Linked DNA regions of Bos taurus: region 2 is linked to region 1. A link is a contact called in public Hi-C data. All regions are on one chromosome and are shown on one strand. The core of a region is the stretch at or near the end of the contact, and the rest is flanking DNA. Distances in the headings are between cores, read along the strand shown.

Region 1 (4,128 bases), core at 1,160-3,659:
TTATGGTTTTCTCTGGATATATGCCCAGGAGTAGGATTGCTGGATTACATGGTATCCCTATTTTAAGTTTTTTAAGGAACCTCCATACTGTTCTCCATAATGGTTGTACTAATTTACATTCAACAGTGTGGGAGGATTCCCTTTTCTTCATACCCTCTCTAGTATTTATTTTTTTTTGTAGATTTTTTTTTTGATGATGGCCATTCTGACCTCATTATAGTTTTAATTTGTGAAGCCACTCAGTCATATCTGATTCTTTGTGACCCCCATGGACTGGGGCCTGCCAGACTCCCCCATCCATGGAGTTTTCCAGACAAGAATACTGGAGTGGGTTGCCATTTCCTCCTCCAGGGGATCTTCCTAACCCAGGAATTGAACCCAGGTCTCCTGCATTTCGGGAGGATTCCTTACTGTATGAGTCACCAGGGAAGGCCATTTGATTTGCATTCCTCTAAAAATTGAGCATATTTTCATGTGGTTTTTGGCCATTTGTATGTCTCCTTAGGAGAAATGTCTTTTTAGATCTTCCACCCATTTTTGATTGGGCAGCTTGTTTTTTTGATATTGAGCTATGAGAGCAGTTTCTGTATTTTGGAGATTAATCCCTGCTCAGTTGCTTCATTTGCAAATATTTTTTTCTGTGGATTGTCTTTTCATTTTGGTTATGGTTTCTTTTGCTATGCAAAACTTTTTAAGTTTAACTGGGTCACACTTCTTTATTTTGTTTTTATTTTCATTACTCTAGGAAGTGGATCAAAAAAGATGTGAAAAGAACATTTTAAATTGCTTAAACAAGCAGGTATGTGTTTCTGGGATTTTTGATTGCTTGTTTTCACATAACAAGATGCTAAGGCAAGCTCTGGCCTTGGTTCTCTCCGGCTCAGTACCACTGCAGGAATTTTGTCCTTTCCCTCATGCTCGCTACCCCATAGTCATAGATGATTGCCCCAGCTCCAGGCCTCACATGCACTTTCAAAGAAGGAAGAACAGCTAAGGGGAAGCTCCAGTCACGGCTAACTCTTTACTAGGAAAGCAAAAGCTTTCCCAGAAGTCCCCCAGTATACTTCTCTAACCCTCTCATTGACTGAGTTACACGGACATTCGGTGGTACTGAAAGTCAGTGGTACTTACTAGAATGGATATGAGCATCACTTCTTCTACATCATGTCCTAGAAGGAAATTGTTAGCCATCTACTTCCTCTTTGCCCCCCTTTCCCACAGGCTGGGAATGTAGGTGTAGCAATAGAGAGCTTGTTTCAGCAATGTCCTAGGAAAAATATATATAACAAACAAACAAAGGAAAACAGAAATAACAAAGTCCTAGGAAAAGGCAGATCAACAAGAGAGAGGGAACTAGTGTCCTTCAGTGACACCTGGGGCAGAAGCACTCACCTCTGAATTCACTCTGATCCACTCAGAGGCTTAAAGAGATAAAACAGCAGCAACTATTAAACAAGATATACATATTTAAAGTATTCTGTATTTTTAATCTCTTTATTAAAACAGCTATTCTGTTCCTCAACTAATACAGAAGACAAACTGCATGATACTAATGGTTGTCATTAATAGTTAGAAAGGGAGTTAGGAGCTAAGATGAAAGAAGAGAGGGGTCAAATAAGTGCAGGAATGGGAGAAGAGGTTTTTATAAAGAGTTCTTGGAAAATACAAAAGCCTGTGTTATTGGGGGAGGCAACTGAACTATAACAGGCAGGGCATTGATGGAGCTCGGTCAGAAGCCCTGCTGGGCTCTGTTTGGGCTAGAATTGGGGCTGCAGCTAAACACAAATACCAAGATGAAGCTGAACAGTGCAACCTTGTATATGATGCAAAGATCCATGGTTGAAGAAGGGTCTGTGAAGCTTTGAATCAGGTGAGACGGCCATCAGTCAGAGTCTTTAGGTTGTAAACAGGCAACCTGGACAGAAGGCAACTCTGGCTCTCTTAAATACAGCAAAACCAAAAAGAAATTTATTAGAAGGACACCGAGGATATCAAAGCATCCAGGGAAGATCTTACAGCCGAGTTCTAGGAAAGGACAAGATCCAAGTCAACTCTGGGAATCCCACTAGCAGAAATATCTAGTCTCTTCTAGGTCAGAATCACCTGGAAGACTTGTTAAAACACAGATTGCTGGGGCCTCCACCCAGAATTTCTGATTCAGAAGATGTGGGGTGGGGTCCGGGAATTTGTATTTCTGACAAGTTCCCAGATGCTGATGCTGGTGATCCAGGGACCACATATAAGAACTACTTTTCCAGGTAAACACATCAAATAATTCAGCACCAACTACCTTCCATCCCCAAGTGTTTCCTCTCAAGGTTGCAAAGTCCTGAGAAAGTTTAGTTGACTCAGAGTTGAGTCACTCCTGTGGTCAGAGAGGTAGTCCTATGATTGGCAGCCTTGTGAGTGTCACATAGGGTGGGGGTGGGAGAGAAGTTCCCCAAAGGAAAGAACAATGGACAAAATAGATGTCCTCAATGTAGTAACTGGCCAAGCTGAATGCACCGCTCTCTCCGTCTGCCCCAAGATCTGCTATAACAACTTCTCTCAGCACAGAAAGTTCCAGAAGAGAATTTTTAAATTATTTATTTATTTGACTGTGTCAGGTCTTAGTTGCAGTGTGCAGGCTCAGTATTTGTGACGCACGAGCTTAATCGGCCCACAGCTTGTGGGATTAGTTTCCCCAAACAGGGATCAAACCTGTGTCCCCCTGCATTGGAAGGCAGATTCTTAACCACTGGACTGCCAGGGAAGTCTCAGAAGAGAGAACTTTTTAAAAAGAAAAGACAGAAGGAGAATGTGGACTCTTGAACTGCTATCTTTATTCAAGCCTCATTCTATTTTCTAGCCAGGAGACTCCTGCCCCCTAGAGGCCAGCAATATATCCCACAGATGCCTTGGTGACTTAGAGAAGCCCCATAGAGGCAGTAGACTTTGCGCTGGGGACCATTTTGCCCAGGACAACCTGTCATCATGCGTGCTGTGGCTTTTCTCAGCCGCAGAGAGACTGACATCAATATATAGTGATAGTGAAAGTCGCTCAGTCGTGTCTGACTCTTTGCGACCCCGTGGACTATACAGTCCATGAAATTCTCCTGGCCAGAATCCCTGAATGGGTAGCCTTTCCCTTCTCCAGGGGATCTTCTTGACCCAGGAGTCAAACTGGGGTCTCCTGCATTGCAGACGGATTCTTTACCAACTGAGCTATCAGAGAAGCCCCAAACAGATAGTTTGTAAGAAGACTAAACACATGTTTTTGCAGTATATTTTATATGCTTTCACAGTGAACATTTTCCTTCAGAAAAACTATGGCGAAAAAAAAAAAAATGATAACCTAAGTACCCAAGCATATAATTGTGTAACTCTGTATTGTTATCTATCAAATTTTCTTTAAATTAGGTTCAACCACCTGAGCTTATAAGCCTATAGGATGATTTAACATAGCAACATGGAGTGTGTTAAAAATATGCTCATATTTATATAACAGTCAACGTAATATGCCATATTAACAGGATAAAGGACAAAACATATGATTATCTCAACAGATGCATAAAAAATTTGACAAAATCCAACATTTAACAAAATCCAACACTCAACAAACTAGGAATAGAAGGGCTCTTTCTTAGCCTGATGAATGTCATCTACAGAAGCCCCACAGATAGCACAATAGTACTTAATAGTAAAAATTGAATGTTTTACCTTAAGATCAATTGTTAAGATTACTGTTTGCCAGGGGCTGAGGAAGGGGGAAATAGGAATTTGCTAGCGGGTACAGGGTTTTTTGGGGGATGATAAAAATGTTTTGAAGTTAGTAACAGTGGTTGCCAACCTTTGCATGAATGTACTAAAAACCACAGAATTAGTCATTTTAAAATGGTAAGTTTTGTGATATGTGAATTTTACCTCAAATAAAATTGTTACTAGAAAATATAGAACTTCCCTGGTTGTCCAGTGATTAGAATTCTGCGCTTCCACTGCAGGGAACTCAGATTCAATCCCTGGTTGGAGAACTAAGATCCTGCATGTGTCGTGGCATGGCCTGTGTGTGTGTGTGTGTGTTTGTGTGTGTGTGTGTGTTTGTGTATACATACAAACACATGGGGACAACTAGTGATTGTGTAGCTGGAA
Region 2 (4,128 bases), core at 1,138-3,637, 150 kb before region 1:
CATGTCCATTGAGTCAGCGATGCCATCCAACCATCTCACCCTCTGTCATCCCCTTCTCCTCCTGCCTTCAATCTTTCCCAGAATCAGGGTCTTTTCTAATGAGTGGGCTCTTTGCATTAGGTGGCCAAAGTATGGGAGCTTCAGCTTCAACATCAGTCCTTCTAATGAATATTCAGGATTGATTTCCTTTAGGATTGACTGGTTTGATCTCCTTGCAGTCCAAGGGGCCCTGGATGAGGAAACCCAGTAACCTGCCTCCCTCTTCAGGGTCCCTGTGCTCACCTTCTTCTCCATGACATGATAATTAGACCTCAATTCCTTATAGTCTGTGACTAATTCCATAGAAGCCTGTGGCTCCCGTCTCTTATGGGTAGCACAGATGTATTATGAAAGCATTCTGGGATCAAGCACTCTGACACTGTAGACAGGGCAGATGCCAACAGCCAAGTCAACAAGATAATTTCATGTGTGAGAGTGCTCTGAAAAAATAAAATGGGAGAGTCATGTGGAGTCACCCAGCTAGAGACCAGATGGGTGGGAAGAAGTGGAACTTGAGCAAAGGCAGTCAGAGAAGTCTTATCTGAGGAGATGATTCTCCAGCTGAGACCTCAATGAAGAAGAGAAGGCAGCCGTGCAATGACCCGAGAGGACTGGGGAAAGCGGCAGAGGAGTCAGAAAAGAGGCCTTGTGAGGAGAGGGAGTGGGGGCGGGGGGGGTCGGGCCAAGGAGAAGAGGAGAGGTCTATGGTCGGCCTCCACAATGAGGAGACTGGAGCCTAAGGCTGCCCATGTCTGAACCTCTGGCCCTCTCTGCCATTCTTTCCACTCTTCTGACCTCTCCCAGAGTCAGGCCTTTGAGGCCGTGGGCATAAAGACAAGCATCTACACACATACACACGCACACGCACACTCACATATGCACTCAGAGGTCATAGGAAGCCCAAGGGAGCATGGAAGGAGTTCCAGTTCTACACTGACTAGTCCGGAACTTGCCGGAAGAGAGAAACCAACAGCTGACACTCGAGCCTCAGACAAGGAGTTTCTGAGGTGAAGAAATGCTTGTTGAGAACTTTGAGGGCTGACATCAAAGGGGAAGAGCTGCTCCATGTTTGTGGTTTGCTGAGAAAGTGCCCGCTTGAGGCAAAGGGATGACCTCTGTATGGTCTGCAGAGGAAGCAAGGCGCCCACATGCCAGAGAGAAGGGAAAAGTTCCTCAAGCTTCCATAGCCAACCCGGCTGGCCTGACTGGAAGCTGGTATGACCCACTTACCGCTGCTGGCAGGAAAGCCCCTCAACTCTGCCCACTTTCCTGATGAAATGGGGTGGTTGCTTTCTTTTCTCTGCCTTAGGATGTTGCCCCTGTAGGAGTAATTTCAAATATGTTCACTTCAGTTCAGTTCAGTTCAGTCGCTCAGTTATGTCCGACTCTTTGCGATCCCATGAATCGCAGCACGCCAGGCCTCCCTGTCCATCACCAACTTCTGGAGTTCACTCAGACTCACGTCCATCGAGTCAGTGATGCTATCCAGCCACCTCATCCTCTGTCGTCCCCTTCTCCTCCTGCCCCCAATCCCACCCAGCATCAGAGTCTTTTCCAATGAGTCAACTCTTCGCATGAGGTGGCCAAAGTACTGGAGTTTCAGCTTTAGCATCATTCCTTCCAAAGGAATCCCAGGGCTGATCTCCTTCAGAATGGACTGGTTGGCTCTCCTTGCAGTCCAAGGGACTCTCAAGAGTCTTCTCCAACACCACAGTTCAAAAGCATCAATTCTTCAGCGCTCAGCTTTCTTCACAGTCCAACTCTCACATCCATACATGACCACTGGAAAAACCATATCTTTGACTAGACGGACCTTTGTTGGCAAAGTAATGTCTCTGCTTTTGAATATGCTATCTAGGTTGGTCATAACTTTCCTTCCAAGGAGTAAGCGTCTTTTAATTTCATGGCTGCAGTCAAATATGTTAGTGACCACAATTCGTGTGAAAAGTTTTAATTCCCCCAGTATAAACAAAGAGTCTCAGTTAGGGTAAAAACTTAAAATGCATGCATAGACGATCTACAAAAAGAGTTAAAATAAAAGGCATTGATTTTACCCCCTTAGCAATCACATTTTCCTGGGAGTGATTAGGGAGCCAGAGGACTCCCACCCACCCCACCCCCAGCATTTACCATGTGATCTCAAGCATGTTGACCTCTGAACTTTCATTTCTTTATCACCAAAATGGAAAGGGGATAATGGTCAATCCCTTCAGGGCTGTGAGGAGGATGATTATATAATGATCGTGGGAGGGACCACGGTTTGTTTAATCAGTCGTGTGTACCTTGGTATGAACAAGTTTCTGATTCTTTCCAGAGACCAGGTTTAGATCAGGAGAGGTGGGCCAAAGCTCAGGAGCATCAAAGAGTGAGATCAGAGTCCAGACTTTACCTTTGGTCTTGGAGTCACTGGGGGTGTGGGGAAGGGAGGGTGGAAAGAGTCGGGGACTGGCTAGCCAACCCTGAAAGCAATAGAAGGCAGACTCCCAGGCCCAGGCCCATTTTACTGGGATGGGTGGGTGTTGACTGTTGGCGCTAAGTGACACAGGAAGTGGAGGAGGAAGTGAGAGCAATGATGGAAAGTGAGGAAATTCTGGAAACAGGAATTAGGGGAGAGGCCAAACCTGTTCAACCTCTCCTTCAATAGGCATCATTGAAACCACTTACGTGTACCAGGCCCTGTGCTGGATGCAGATGAGAAAGCCACTCCAAAGCCTGTTTCTTTAGATTCCCTTCTTTGTGTTACACCTAGAGATTTTTGGCATTTCACCTCACGTCCAGAGTCACTAACAAGTAGGCCCACAATGAGAAATTCAAGCCAGTCTGAAATGACATTCCACCTTTTCTGGTCTACTACTCATAAACACCATTTCCACACATTTTTGTTGTTCAGTAGCTCAGTCATGTCTGACTCTTTGTGACCCCATGGAATGCAGCATGCCAGGCTTCCCTGTCCATCACTATATCTGGGAGCCTGCTCAAACTCATGTCCATTGAGTTGGTGATGCCATCCAACCATCTCACTCTCTGTCATTCCCTTCTCCTGCCTTCAATCTTTCCCAGAATCAGGGTCTTTTCCAGTGAGTCGGCTCTTCGCATCAGGTGGTCAAAGTATTGGAGCTTCAGCTTCGTCATTAGTCCTTCTAATGAATATTCAGGGTTGATTTCCTTTAGGATTGACTGGTTTGATCTCCTTGCAGTCCAAGAGTCTTCTCCAACACCACCGTTCAAGCACATCAATTCTTCAGTGCTCAGCCTTCTTTCCTTTTTATTTCCACACATATTCCCCAGCCTTTTGCTGGTATTAATTAGCAAGATCTTATGATGCCTTTGGTGTGTAAGCCTTCTCCCAGATTTTTGTATATATTTCCCTAGAGCATAACATTTAGCTCTAGTTATTGGCTCAGAGAGGTGAAGCTTCTCACCCAGAGTCACACAGCTAGTATGTGGTTCCAGAACCTGGGTGCTTAACTCATCTTTGCTTTAAAACAAAGTTCTACATAGAACTCCTGAAGGATTCCTGAAGGTCACACAGTCCAATCCCTCCTGCTGCTGCTGGGAACACTGAGGTGGGGAAATAGAAAGGGTCTTGTCAAAGGTCAGAGGTCAGGGACAGAACCAAGCCTATTTTCTGCTCTGCTCAGTGCCTCCCTGGGCAAAGCCCAGCCCTGGATTTGGAGAAAACTTCCTTTCACCTGTGTAAACTCCCCTCTCCTACCCCAGGGTTCTCCTGATCCCTCCCTAGCCAGGCTCAGGGAGGAACCCATATTAAAGGGGTCTCCTTGTCCCTGCAGGGAAGTTCTGGCACATCTCTGACCTGCACCTGGACCCTGACTACAAGGTGTCTGAAGACCCTCTCCAGGTATGCCCGTCTGCAGGCTCCCAGCCGGTGCCCAACGCAGGCCCCTGGGGCGACTACCTCTGTGATTCTCCCTGGATCCTTATCAACTCCTCCATCTATGCCATGAAGGAGATCGAGCCAGAGCCAGACTTCATCCTCTGGACTGGGTGAGAGCCGTCACCACAGCTACCCTTCCCTAGCCACTGCGAATGCCCCTTGCCCTCCTGGCACCTGCCCCAAACCATCTCCCT

The links. Hi-C and Micro-C count contacts between places; a contact is called where the count stands out from the background.
Region 2: a Hi-C map of liver shows a contact between it and region 1, with 2.9 times the contacts expected there. The contact joins two enhancer-like sites. A contact is called at or near these places in 2 of 11 Hi-C or Micro-C datasets (liver and skeletal muscle).

Annotation. Positions count from the first base shown.
Region 1 is chr2:125,271,677-125,275,804 of ARS-UCD2.0, reverse strand. It overlaps a transcript of EYA3 not described here. Among named protein-coding and RNA genes, the nearest start is that of EYA3, 43 kb to the left of the region's middle. Within about 2 kb of position 2,409, at least 15 of the 102 cell types and tissues checked have an H3K27ac peak or open chromatin away from gene starts, as enhancers often do. A contact at or near this core is called in liver, where this site is marked.
Region 2 is chr2:125,418,535-125,422,662 of ARS-UCD2.0, reverse strand. SMPDL3B (sphingomyelin phosphodiesterase acid like 3B) reads left to right here. Exons shown (of 8, transcript NM_001100379.1): 2 at 3,831-4,044. Among named protein-coding and RNA genes, the nearest start is that of SMPDL3B, 12 kb to the left of the region's middle. Within about 2 kb of position 2,387, at least 8 of the 102 cell types and tissues checked have an H3K27ac peak or open chromatin away from gene starts, as enhancers often do. A contact at or near this core is called in liver, where this site is marked.